2 separate regions of the Sus scrofa genome follow, and region 2 is linked to region 1. Evidence: chromatin contacts called from public HiChIP or PLAC-seq data. All regions are on one chromosome and are shown on one strand. Each heading gives the region's core, a stretch centred on a gene start, on an enhancer-like site or on the middle of the called end of the contact. The rest is flanking DNA. Distances are from core to core; before and after follow the strand shown. Region 1 overlaps LOC102166460 (a long non-coding RNA gene). Region 2 overlaps TSPAN2 (tetraspanin-2).

Region 1 (5,385 bases), core at 2,204-4,703:
AAGCCTCAAAGCTAAAAACAGTAATTGATCCTATTGGTAGGAATAGAAATTGGTGCAGTCACTATGGAAAACAGTATGGAGTTTCCGCCAAAAATTAAAGATAGCACCACCACATGATCTAGCAACTCCACTTTTGAGAATGTATTCAGAGGAAATGAAATCACTAACTCAAAAAGATATATGAACCTTCATGTTCATTGCAGCGTTATTTACAATTGTCAAGATGTAGAGACAGCCTAAATGCCCATCAATGGATGCACGGATAAAGAAAATATATATATTTTACATATAAATATGTTTTATGTATATTCATATATATTATTATGTTATTTATCCATAAGAGAGAATGAAATCTTGTCATTTGCAACACCATGGATCGAACCTGAGGGCAGGATGCTGAGTGAAATGAGTTAAAGATGAATACTGTATAATCTCACTTACATGTGGCACTCTCCCCACTCCCAACAAAAAACCCCAAAGCTCATAGATACACAGAACAGACTGACGGTTGACAGAGCCAGGGGGTGGGGAGCAGGCAAAATCAGTGAAGAAAGTCGAAGGGTCTCAACTTCCAGTTATAAAATAGGTTAAGTCGAGGGCTGTAAGGTGCAGCACGGCCACCCTCGTCAACAGTACTGTTTGCATATTTGACAGTTGCTAAGATGAGTGAATCTTAAAGTTCTTACCATAAGAAAAAAATCTGTAACTATGTATGGCAAAGGCCTAAGGACCCACACTGTGCTCACTCCTGGGCACTGTCCCAGAAAAACGCGGCTGGCTCCAAAGCCAAGGCGGATCCTGGGGGCACCGCAGCTGGAGGTTTCGGTTAAGTGCATTCCTTGCAACTAAATGGCAAATTCTTTCTCTCCTTTCTTTCCTTCTTTTTTTTCTTTCTTTCTTTCTTTCTTTCTTTCTTTCTTTCTTTCTGTCTCTCTCTCTCTCTCTCTCTCTCTTTCTCTCTCTCTCTCTTTCTTTCTTTCTTTTTTAGGGCCGCACCCGCAGCATATGGATGTTCCCAGGCTGGGGGTCGAATTGGAGTTGCAGCTACCAGCCTACACCACAGACACAACACCACCAGATCTGAGCTGCATCTGCGACCTACACCACAGCTCATGGGAATGCCGGAGTCTTAACCCACTGAGCAAGGCCAGGGATCAAACCTGCCTCCTCAGGGATGCTAGTCAGATTCGTTAACTGCTGAGCCATGACAGACAGGAACCCTGGCCATTCCTTTTTTTTTTTTTTTTTTGGTCTTTTTTTAGGGCCGCACCCGTGGCATATGGAAGTTCCCAGGCTAGGGGTCTAATCAGAGCTGTAACTGCCGGCCTACGCCACAGCAATGCAGGATCGTTAACCCACTGAGTGAGGCTGGGGATCGAACCGGCAAACTCACAGTTCCTAGTTGGATTTGTTTTCCTTGCGCCACGATGAGAACACCCGCAAATCCTTTTTTGAAGGGAGATCCAAACAGCACCCCTCCATGGATGCCATACCAACAAGTGGGATTAAATTACATTTAAACTGCCTCTATGCTCAGGGCAGACAATTCTGTATTTTACAGGGCTCCACAGAGGGTCCCCCACAAAATCAAGCTCTGTTGCCTATAGCAGTAAGCAGCCGAATGGTGCACGCTTGGCTTGATTTTCCCGCCTTCGCTTTACTTCTTCTCTAGTCCCTCATGCTGTTCCTGAAGCCCTGGTCTCAGACCCTGCTCATGTAGAAGCCAGGCTGAGGCTGGCTTACAGCGTTTCTTAATTCAACAGCGCCCTCTTCTGTTGCTGCAATGGAGTTCAGTTTCCTTGACGAACTGGGGGGGGGGGGTTGCCTGTGTGTTTGTGCGTGTGCGTGTGCGTGTGTGTGTGTGTGTGTGTGTGTGTGTGTGTGTGTGTGTGTGTAGGGGCTTGCTTCTGATTTTGTGATGCTCTCCGTTTCTGAGGATACATATTCAGACGTTTCTTCCTTTTTCCCTTCACTATCAAGCCTCTAAGGGATGCCTGTCCCTTTCACATTACCCCTCTCTGCCCTCAGGTCCTTAAATTTCATGTACTTTCTCTGCTATTGTCATGCCGTTACTGTTCTTTTTAAACTTTATAAGGCATTATTACTGTACTATATAGGCAATATTACTTAGATTTACTCACATTTTCACAGTCTTATTTTCTCATTATTGTTTCTCATACATCAGATATTTCTTCTGGAGTAATTTTTCTTCTTTCTAAAGAATTCTCTGGAATTCTTTTTAGGGATGGTCTTTAGTGGTCAACTCCTTCAGGTTTTTTTTTTGTTTTTTGTTTTTGTTTTTTGGCTGTGCCCACAGCATGTGAAAGTTCCTGAGGCAGGGATCGAACCCAAGCCACAGCAGTAACTGGAGCCACAGCAGTGACATCACTGAGTCCTTAACTACAAGGCCACCAGGGAATTCCCCTTCAGTTTTTGTTTGCCTAAAAATTAATTTCTTTTATCTGTATATTTGAAAAATGTTTTTATTGTTACATAATTCTAGTTATTTCTTCTTTCAATAAACTAAAATTATTATTCCACTCTAGTCTGTTGTTTGTTATTGTCTTTGAGTGCTTATTTGTTTAACTGTCAATTTTTATAGCTAATTTCTCTTTTCTCTGCTTTGAAGAATTTTTCTCTTTGGTGTTCTATAGTCTTTATGTGGATTTATTTTTTTAATTTATTTTAATTTAATAAACATTTAGCCCTTTACTTGGTATTAGGCATTTCTAAGTATTTTGCAAACATGAATTCATTTAAATCTCAACCTTATGAAGTAGGTATTATTAAGTGTCTTTACCTATTAGGAGACTGAAGCCCAGAGGGGTTAGGTAACTTCCCCAAGGTTACACAGCTATTAAGTGGTGGAGCCATGATTTCAACCAACACAGTCTGAGGAATGAGGAAGAAGACAGACTAAAAGGTATTTCCAAGTTTTCTGGTTTGGTTTGGGAATATGGTGGTGCCTAAGAGAGTTTAAAGAAGAAAAAGATGTTGTGATATGATTAATTTTATATATCAGCTCTGGTAGGTCAAGGATGCTCAGCTATTTGGTCAAACATTACTCCCAGTACCAAAATCTGTATTAGTTCTCCAGCGGAACAGAAGCAATAGGCGATACCTATGCATGTACCTACATCTATGTTGATTTGTAGCTGTCTTCACACACGTACTGGTTTATTTATTATAAGGGATTGGTTCATGGGATTGTGGAGGCTGAGAAGGTCCTCATCTACTGTTGGCAGGCTGGAGACCCAGGGGAGCCGATGGAGCAGGTCCAGTCTGAAGGCCGGCAGGCTCAAGACCCAGGAAGAGCTGGTGTTTCCGTTTGAGTCCAAAGGGAGGAAGAAACTGATGTCCGAGCTCAAAGGCCGTCAGTCAGGAGGAAGTGAGCGATGGGCACGTGCCCGTGGGAGTCACTGGTCCTGCCACGGTCGCCAGCACCCAGAAGCAGATGGCTTGGTTCAGGGGCGGAATGCCTTTTGAAGACTCACTTACAGCATCAGCTAGGTGGTGGTACTTTGCAGGCCTGGGGTTTTCCAGAAAGCTGTCGACACTCTGAATCAGCACTCAGCCTGTGGTGCTTTTCCTCCCATAGCCCAGCATCACTGGTCCAGGAATCACTCCCTGGGAACGGGAGTGGCACCACTCACAGTTACCCCCGGTGACCCTTTAGCAAAATGTTTGCTTCCTGTTCCCATGACCTTATGCTCTGCTGGCCTATAGGTCTTTGTTCCAAAGGGAGGAATGCTTCCCTTTAAGTCACAGCAAGGAGTCCATTGGCCTGGGAGTTAAGGCCACTGCTCAGTCACTTTGAGTGCCTCATGACTCTGAATCAGCAGGTGGGGAAGGGAGTTTCAATGACCCAAGCCTGACTGTCCAGGAGAAATTGGGCTGCTGCTCCTTGATGGTGGTCAAGAGGAGGAGGTCAGGTCTATGCGGGATTCCTCAGGGAGTTTTTAAATAGTACCATGCCCATGACCAAGATCAACGGAAAGTGACAGCCACCCAATCCAGGCAAGACTTACTAGGGGCCCAGACCCTTCAGGAATGAGTTTGTGTCACCCTGTTATAAAGGCAAAGGGAATGTGGGATGAGTGAGAAGAGGAAGAAGATCTATATTATATATTATAATACTACATATAACATTGCTATATATCATATACATAATATATAATATACATAGAATTATATACATAATCTATACTATACATGGGATTATATACGCAATATATAATCACTTTTTTGTTTGATCTCTGGGTTTGATCCCTGGTGCAGTAACTTCCCCATGCCATGGGCGTGGCCCCCCAAAAAGCAGGGGTTGGGGATGAGGTACAGAGATTCAGAGACAACGACGCTGAATCTGGGTGTCTATTTCTAGGATATTTATGAAGCCACCGGTGAAAAAATACAAGCCTGACACTCAGGAGATTTTGCTGAAGATACAGATTTGGGCGCGGTCAGCACAGTTTTTAGAAGCGTGTCCGTGGACATGATTATCCACACAAAGCCGGACACCTAGAAGATACAGTCTTCAAAAGAGCTGTTTTCCAAGTGTGGTCCAAACATGTGAGATGCCAGTTAGAAAAACATATTCCTGAATTCCTGCCAGACAAACTGAGTTAGAGCTTCAGGGTCTAGCATCCAGGAGTCCTCATTTTTAACAAGCATCCAGGCGATTTTCCTGCACACCTAAGTCAGAGTATATCCGTCCCGCTAGAGGGCCAACGGACCCACGCGATGAAAGGTGGCTCCTTAGCCACTAGATGGCACTAAGCCCACATGAAAGCTCCAGTTTTGCACGCTGTCCTTCAGCCAGGCTGGAAAAAGACTGGTAGAGGGCTCCTCTGGATTCTTTAGAAGAAATTCTGTAAGAGGATTTCTGCCAGCCCTTCCTCACAGTGAAGGAAGGGCGAAGACAGAAATATTTACACTGACCTAGTCAGTCACCCCAAGAAAGGTCAGCCCCAAAGAGCCTAAAGTGATCAGTCGGGAGCAGGCAGAATTCTCTGCTGGCTGACTTTCTTGAATCACGCTTGTTCCAGGTCCAGGTCTGGGAAGTGCTGAGGGGGCGGTCTCCTCTCCTCAGACCCAGTAAGAGGCAGAGCTGTGGAGAGCCAGAGCCTGCCCCCTCCTATCTGGGTGTCCCTGTGCCCCCAGCACAGCCAAGTTTTAAGTTTCAGGGTCAGACGCAGGTCCTGGGTGACCCCTCGAATCGGTGGCATCCTGTACCCATTTCCTCAGAAGCAATGCCTCCATTCACTTTTTGTACAAGAGCTGATTAAAAGAGGACCTTCTCTAGCAGACACATTTGCTCTCCTGCTCACCTGGCCTCTCCACCCTCACACAGCTCACCAGCCTGTAGCAGAAGGAACAGGGAGCTGC
Region 2 (5,417 bases), core at 514-3,013, 450 kb after region 1:
TACATCAGCCAGCATTTACAGTCCTGGGCTCTAGGGTCACACGAAAAAAGTATGAGGAAGCTGTATTTGCCTCCACGTAACTGGCAATCTATTGAAAAGACTCACAGACTTAACACATTTCAATTAAAATGGAAACTAGTGTGTAACTAAGTGCCAACTAAGTGGTATTTGCAGTTGATGGATCGGGGTCATTCTAAACTGGTGAGGTCAGCAGGATTTGACTTAAGTTTGATGGACCAACCATAATTAGAAGAAGAGAAAGACTAGGGACTGGAGAGATCTGGGGCAAGGCTGCACGAGGTATGTCTGTGGGGCAGTGATTAGCAAGCCCAGGCCAGGCAGAGGACCCTCACCAGAGTGTGACAGTTAAGGCTAGAAATGCTGGGACAAGTATAGAGGATCTTGAATGGCAGGGTTAGTTAATTTAATAAACTATGAAAGGATAATTTAGGATTTGGGAGAGGGTACAATATGCATGGCATTTTAAAGAGATTATTCTGGAATGAGGGGGGAGGACAGAAAAAGACCAGGCTAGATTATTGATATAGTCAGGCCTGAAGAAATAAGGGAATGACCGACCCATGGTGGATGCAGCAGGAATTGTGAACAAAAGCACAGAAAGACAAAAAAATATTCTTAAGCACTATTAAATATTATTATTAAGCAAACATTGTTAAACTCAGGAAAAGAGGAATCAAAACAAAAAAGATATCAGTGATCGTGTCAAGCCTGGAAATTGCAATTCATGGTTTTCGGATGGAAACCTGGGTTACAGAAGTACGGGACCCTACTGGGTCAGAAAAAGGGGCGGGGATGTGGGGTGAGGGGTGACAGCCAGTCTAGGGGAAGCCTCTATCGGTGTTGCTCCAGAGACAAAGCGCTGACGGCAGTTTCACAAGTAGAGATTTAGGCCCTACCAAAGAAAACCTTTTTAATGACCTGACAAATCAAAGCAGCTGAGAAGACTTCTACAGATGAAAGTGATCCCTCTGATATAACAGCATTTAACCCCAAATCAGAATGGAGTATTTATCAAACAGGAGATTCCTATGTTGAGTAGGAGGGTGAACTAGCTCAGTATAAACATTCCTGATCCTATTTCCTAATCTAAACTAAAGCAATATGAACTGCCAGCGATGCAAGAAATTGTCATATGTTTATGGACATATCTGTCAGAGCTCTTCATTGCAAATAACAGAAACTTGACTCAAACTGTCTTGGGCAAAACAAAATTTTTGACTCACATAACTGAAAAGTCCAGGATTAGAACTCCTCTCAGGGACACCAGTGATGTGATGGGATTCCAGTCTGTAGCCATCTCTGCTCTGCTTTCCTGTGGCTCCAGTTTGGGGCAGGTTCCCCCTGGACATAATAAAATGGCTGTTCTGGGCACCAGCCCCTGAGTAACCCTGGGAACAGCATACTCTTCCTTCCACCTGATCCAACTAAAGTCCCGGGCCTCCCTGTCATTGGCAATCTTGGGTCCAGAGCCCATGCCCATACCCCTCATTGTGACCAGTTGTTAGGGACAGGCTTTTTGGGGAAGCCTGGGCTTCACGCCTGCCTTGGAGCTGAGGGGAGGTGGCCCTCTCCAACCACATGGACCGATAGTGGAGGAAGTTCTTTGTCTAACTGGGTGGGGAAAACAGTACCCCCAGCAGGGCCTGAATACTTCTTGCTTGTTCTTGGTGGCCTGGGGCATGGGTAGAGTCTGCCCACCCTTGGTTCTTCTTCCTCAGCCGCAATCTATCTCTGTGAGTCACCCTTGGAAGGCTGGTGGTGAGGCTGCGATGGTCAGTGCTGGAAGTCCAGGGCGGTGGGTCATCCTAGAGTCTTAGCGCTAGGCAGAATAAGGAAATGAGGACCAGGGAGTGAGGCAGATGGAAGGGCTGGCAGATAGCCGTGGTTTTCCAGCCCTTCCCGGTGGGGCTCAGCCCACCACCCAGGCCTACTCACACCTTGGCCTTTGCTGGGTCTGTTTATTTCCATGCACTGCCTCTCTGGAGAGTGCCAACAAGAAAAAGTCCTTGTGAAGTCAAGGACCTTTGCTCCATTTTAAATATCTCTTATAAATAGAGCAATATACTTGTTTGCAGAAATTGATACTTCTTTCCTCAATAAATAATTTTCCAAAGAGGAAAGATACCAGTTCTCTAGCAATAAAACGAGAAGAAAAATACACCAGGATACCAGTTTTATGGACTTGCATAGCAAACAGAGTGAGGTAATAGGCCCAGTGTTTGGAAAATCTCACTTCATGTCACAGGGTGCTGCGCACTGATCCGTGTATTTTCTTTTCGGAATAAGTTCCAGAACAGTCAGCCCATGAAACGCTTATCACCCCCTTATCAAGAGCCCAGGGGAACAGGCTTGGAACCTTCAAGCCTCTGAAAGAAGGACAGCCTCTCACAGAGAGGGACCCCGGGCAGACACGTGGTCTAGCTCCCAGCCTCTCCACTTTGTAGGAGAAACCCTTCTGCCTCTGAGGGGATACTTACCTTTCTGGGACCCTTGGCTTCAGCTGCTTGGTGGTGGGAAATAAGTCTCTTTTTGTGATAAAGATCCAGAGGTGACTTCACAGCCAGAGACCAGCGTGGAGAGGCTCCACGATCCCCTGAGGGGACTTGGAAATGAGGACAGGCAGCCAGGGTTGTCAGACTGACTATGCCCATCGCCTCTTCTCCACGACCTCTGAGTTCAGGCCAAGACCTGGAGGCTGACCTCAGGTGTTGTGTCCACTGGCTGCTCAGGTAGAGAAAGGAAAGCCTAGGAAGAGTGGAGCTGGCAGCAAGAGAGGCTGGGTGACTTAGTGCTTCCAGACCCTCTGCACGTTCGTCTTCTTCAGCGAGCTCTTGGGAGAAGCCCCCAGTGTCTTCCAAGTCCCACCAACATGCCCCTCTGCCTTCCTATTACAGCCTGTCACTGGGGCTGCTCCTTAGGGGTGGTGGAGGCAGGGTTCAGACACCGCAGGGGTCTTTCTTCCAGGAACTCAGAGCGGGGAGCAGTCGCCTCGGCCCTGCCCGGAAGGCTGGAGCGCATGAAGTCACGTCTGCTAGCAGGGGACAGAGGACGTCAGCGGGTTTCTCCACGAAGGGGCTGCCCACACAGACTGCAGACACTGGCTCTCCGGGGTCACAGGCTGCGGATGCTGTCCCTCCCTGGGAATCTAGCCTTGCAGAGCCTGGCTTTGATTGTGGCTGGTTATATGTATAAGGAAAGCATTCCAGTGCTGAGTGTTGAGGGACTGGCTTGCCTTTTTAAAAACTCTGACTTACTCTGGTAATGTTTTTTTACTTGTTGATTTTTAATTGTACCTCGGATTCATAGTAGTTACAGACCACACATGGCCATAGCTTATATTCTTGAGACAATTTCTCCAAAGCCTTTTGACAAGAACTTAAGAATGGATAATTATTGCCACATTGCCGAAAACAAAGCTGAGGAATAAGAGGATTTACCTAAAGCCACAGCTGGCAGGCCTGGATTTCCAGCTCCCACCCTTGTGCTTTGAGGGGAAAAACCCAGAAACCATCAGTGATAGACTTCTTGGGCACTTTTCTCAAGGAAGAAGAAAAAGAAGCTTCTGGGGAGTTCCCGTCGTGGCGCAGTGGTTAACGAATCCGACTAGGAACCATGAGGTTGCGGGTTCGGTCCCTGCCCTTGCTCAGTGGGTTAAGGATCTGGCGTTGCCGTGAGCTGTGGTGTAGGTTGCAGACGTGGCTCGGATCCCGCGTTGCTGTGGCTCTGGTGTTCCTGACCCCTAGCCTGGGAACCTCCACATGCCGCGGGAGCGGCCCAAAGAAATAGCAAAAAAAAAGAAAAAAAAAAAAAAAAGAAGCTTCTGGCCATCTATAAAATTGCAAAACGAACAGATTTCTAGCTAAGGGAGTCACCATTCTTCTGAGTCCCTCCTGAAAGTGCAACATAGGAGTGAGGGTGTGAACTTTGGAGTAGAACACGGGGTTCAGCTCCAGTTTCGCCCCTCACTAGCTGTGCAATCTTAGGTAACTACTGAACTTCTCTGTGTCTCAGATTCCTCCCCTGTGAAATATGAATGCTACTTCTACGCACTTCTTAGGGTTGATGTGAGTGTGAGACGATGTAACCTATGAAGGTGCTTGAGGGCAGCACCTGCTGTGTAGCGAGCCCACAATATTAGCTGTTGTGATTACTGCGGTGAAGGCAGGCCGAGGAGGGAGTCAGCCTGCAGGAGGCACGATGACGTGGGAGAGTAAAGAAGGAGAGAGAAAGGAGTGGTTTAGATGCCATGGAGTCGGGGTGAGAGACTTGCTGATAACGCTGAGGCTTCATGGCAGCAGGTTCCTGAGATAATGCATGTCAAGGTCACAGTACATTGGGCACTGAGGCACCCGGACTGGTGGTCGTTACTCTTAGTGTCGAAGGGCTCCATGACTAATGTATGTTAAGCTCTGGAACAGCACTCAATCACTAACACTGCTGTTGTTTTTTAGCAAGGACCCAAGTCCTTACCTTCCCCATAAACTAAGTCCCATCCAGTATTCTAAATATACGTATAGTTATGTGTGTCCAAAGCAAGCTGGCGGGAAGGGAAAGTTGCACAGAGGTAGAGAAAAAAATATTTTTAGATGAAAAATGGTCATTAGCCAGATATGTAAAATCATCTGTTGCCAAGAAGCCACTGAAATTGATGACCACTCTCCAGTCTCTAGAAGGGGAGCCATTTCAAAATGAATTGAAGCAGACAAGGCTTTTAGGAGGTCACAATCTCCTTTTTATGTTAACCAAAATGATGCTTCTAGCTTCAAAAGAAGAATCTGAAACCTTAGAAACAAGTGACGGAATTGTCAGGAAACTGATGGTGGCATGTCGCCTGGAGATCACTGGCATTGCAAGGCCCAGTTATTGGTGATAAAAATGCAGTATCAAAGTGTTTTCTTTTTTTCATATCAAGGGAAATAGGACTTAGAAAGCATGGGGGAATTGGGAAATAGGTCATACACTTGTCACAAGACTGCTGTGGGAGCAAGAGGGCTCTACAGAAACCATCATGAAAATGTGACTGCCAACTAATGTATTCATTCAACAGCTGTGTTCCGTGGGCCAGATCATAAAAAGGATAAGGTATCATTGGAAGCTACAAGTGGCCTCTTGATATGCAGAGTATTACAATTAGCTTTAGAATTAATATCAGCAGACCCAAGAAATTTGCCACATGTAGAATTTCTTCTGATTTTCCCTTCAGCTCTCACAGGCAGCACTCATTTGGCAACAGGCTGAGTTTCGTGGCCGCACTTGCATATGGAGATTTGCTGGGGAGTGGCCTCGGGAATTGGAGCAATGGGGGCAGTTTCAGGTGTTTGCTGTGGGCGCTGGGGTTCCGATAGCCTAAGAATGGAATATTGTACAAATAAGCAACATTTCCTAGGGAGCTCTTA

What was found. HiChIP or PLAC-seq counts read pairs in DNA pulled down with a chosen protein or histone mark.
Region 2: an H3K27ac HiChIP or PLAC-seq map of alveolar macrophages shows a contact between it and region 1, with 5 times the contacts expected there. The contact joins two enhancer-like sites. A contact is called at or near these places in 2 of 47 Hi-C or Micro-C datasets (both in embryonic fibroblasts) and 1 of 2 datasets of contacts at active chromatin or transcription factors (alveolar macrophages).

The regions. Positions count from the first base shown.
Region 1 is chr4:105,069,273-105,074,657 of Sscrofa11.1, forward strand. It overlaps LOC102166460 (a long non-coding RNA gene), which reads right to left. Exons shown (of 7, transcript XR_002343493.1): 7 at 4,216-5,385. Among named protein-coding and RNA genes, the nearest start is that of VANGL1, 23 kb to the left of the region's middle. Within about 2 kb of position 3,454, at least 4 of the 83 cell types and tissues checked have an H3K27ac peak or open chromatin away from gene starts, as enhancers often do. A contact at or near this core is called in alveolar macrophages, where this site is marked.
Region 2 is chr4:105,522,413-105,527,829 of Sscrofa11.1, forward strand. The region is part of intron 2 of TSPAN2 (tetraspanin-2); the gene reads left to right. Among named protein-coding and RNA genes, the nearest start is that of TSPAN2, 22 kb to the left of the region's middle. Within about 2 kb of position 1,764, at least 8 of the 83 cell types and tissues checked have an H3K27ac peak or open chromatin away from gene starts, as enhancers often do. A contact at or near this core is called in alveolar macrophages, where this site is marked.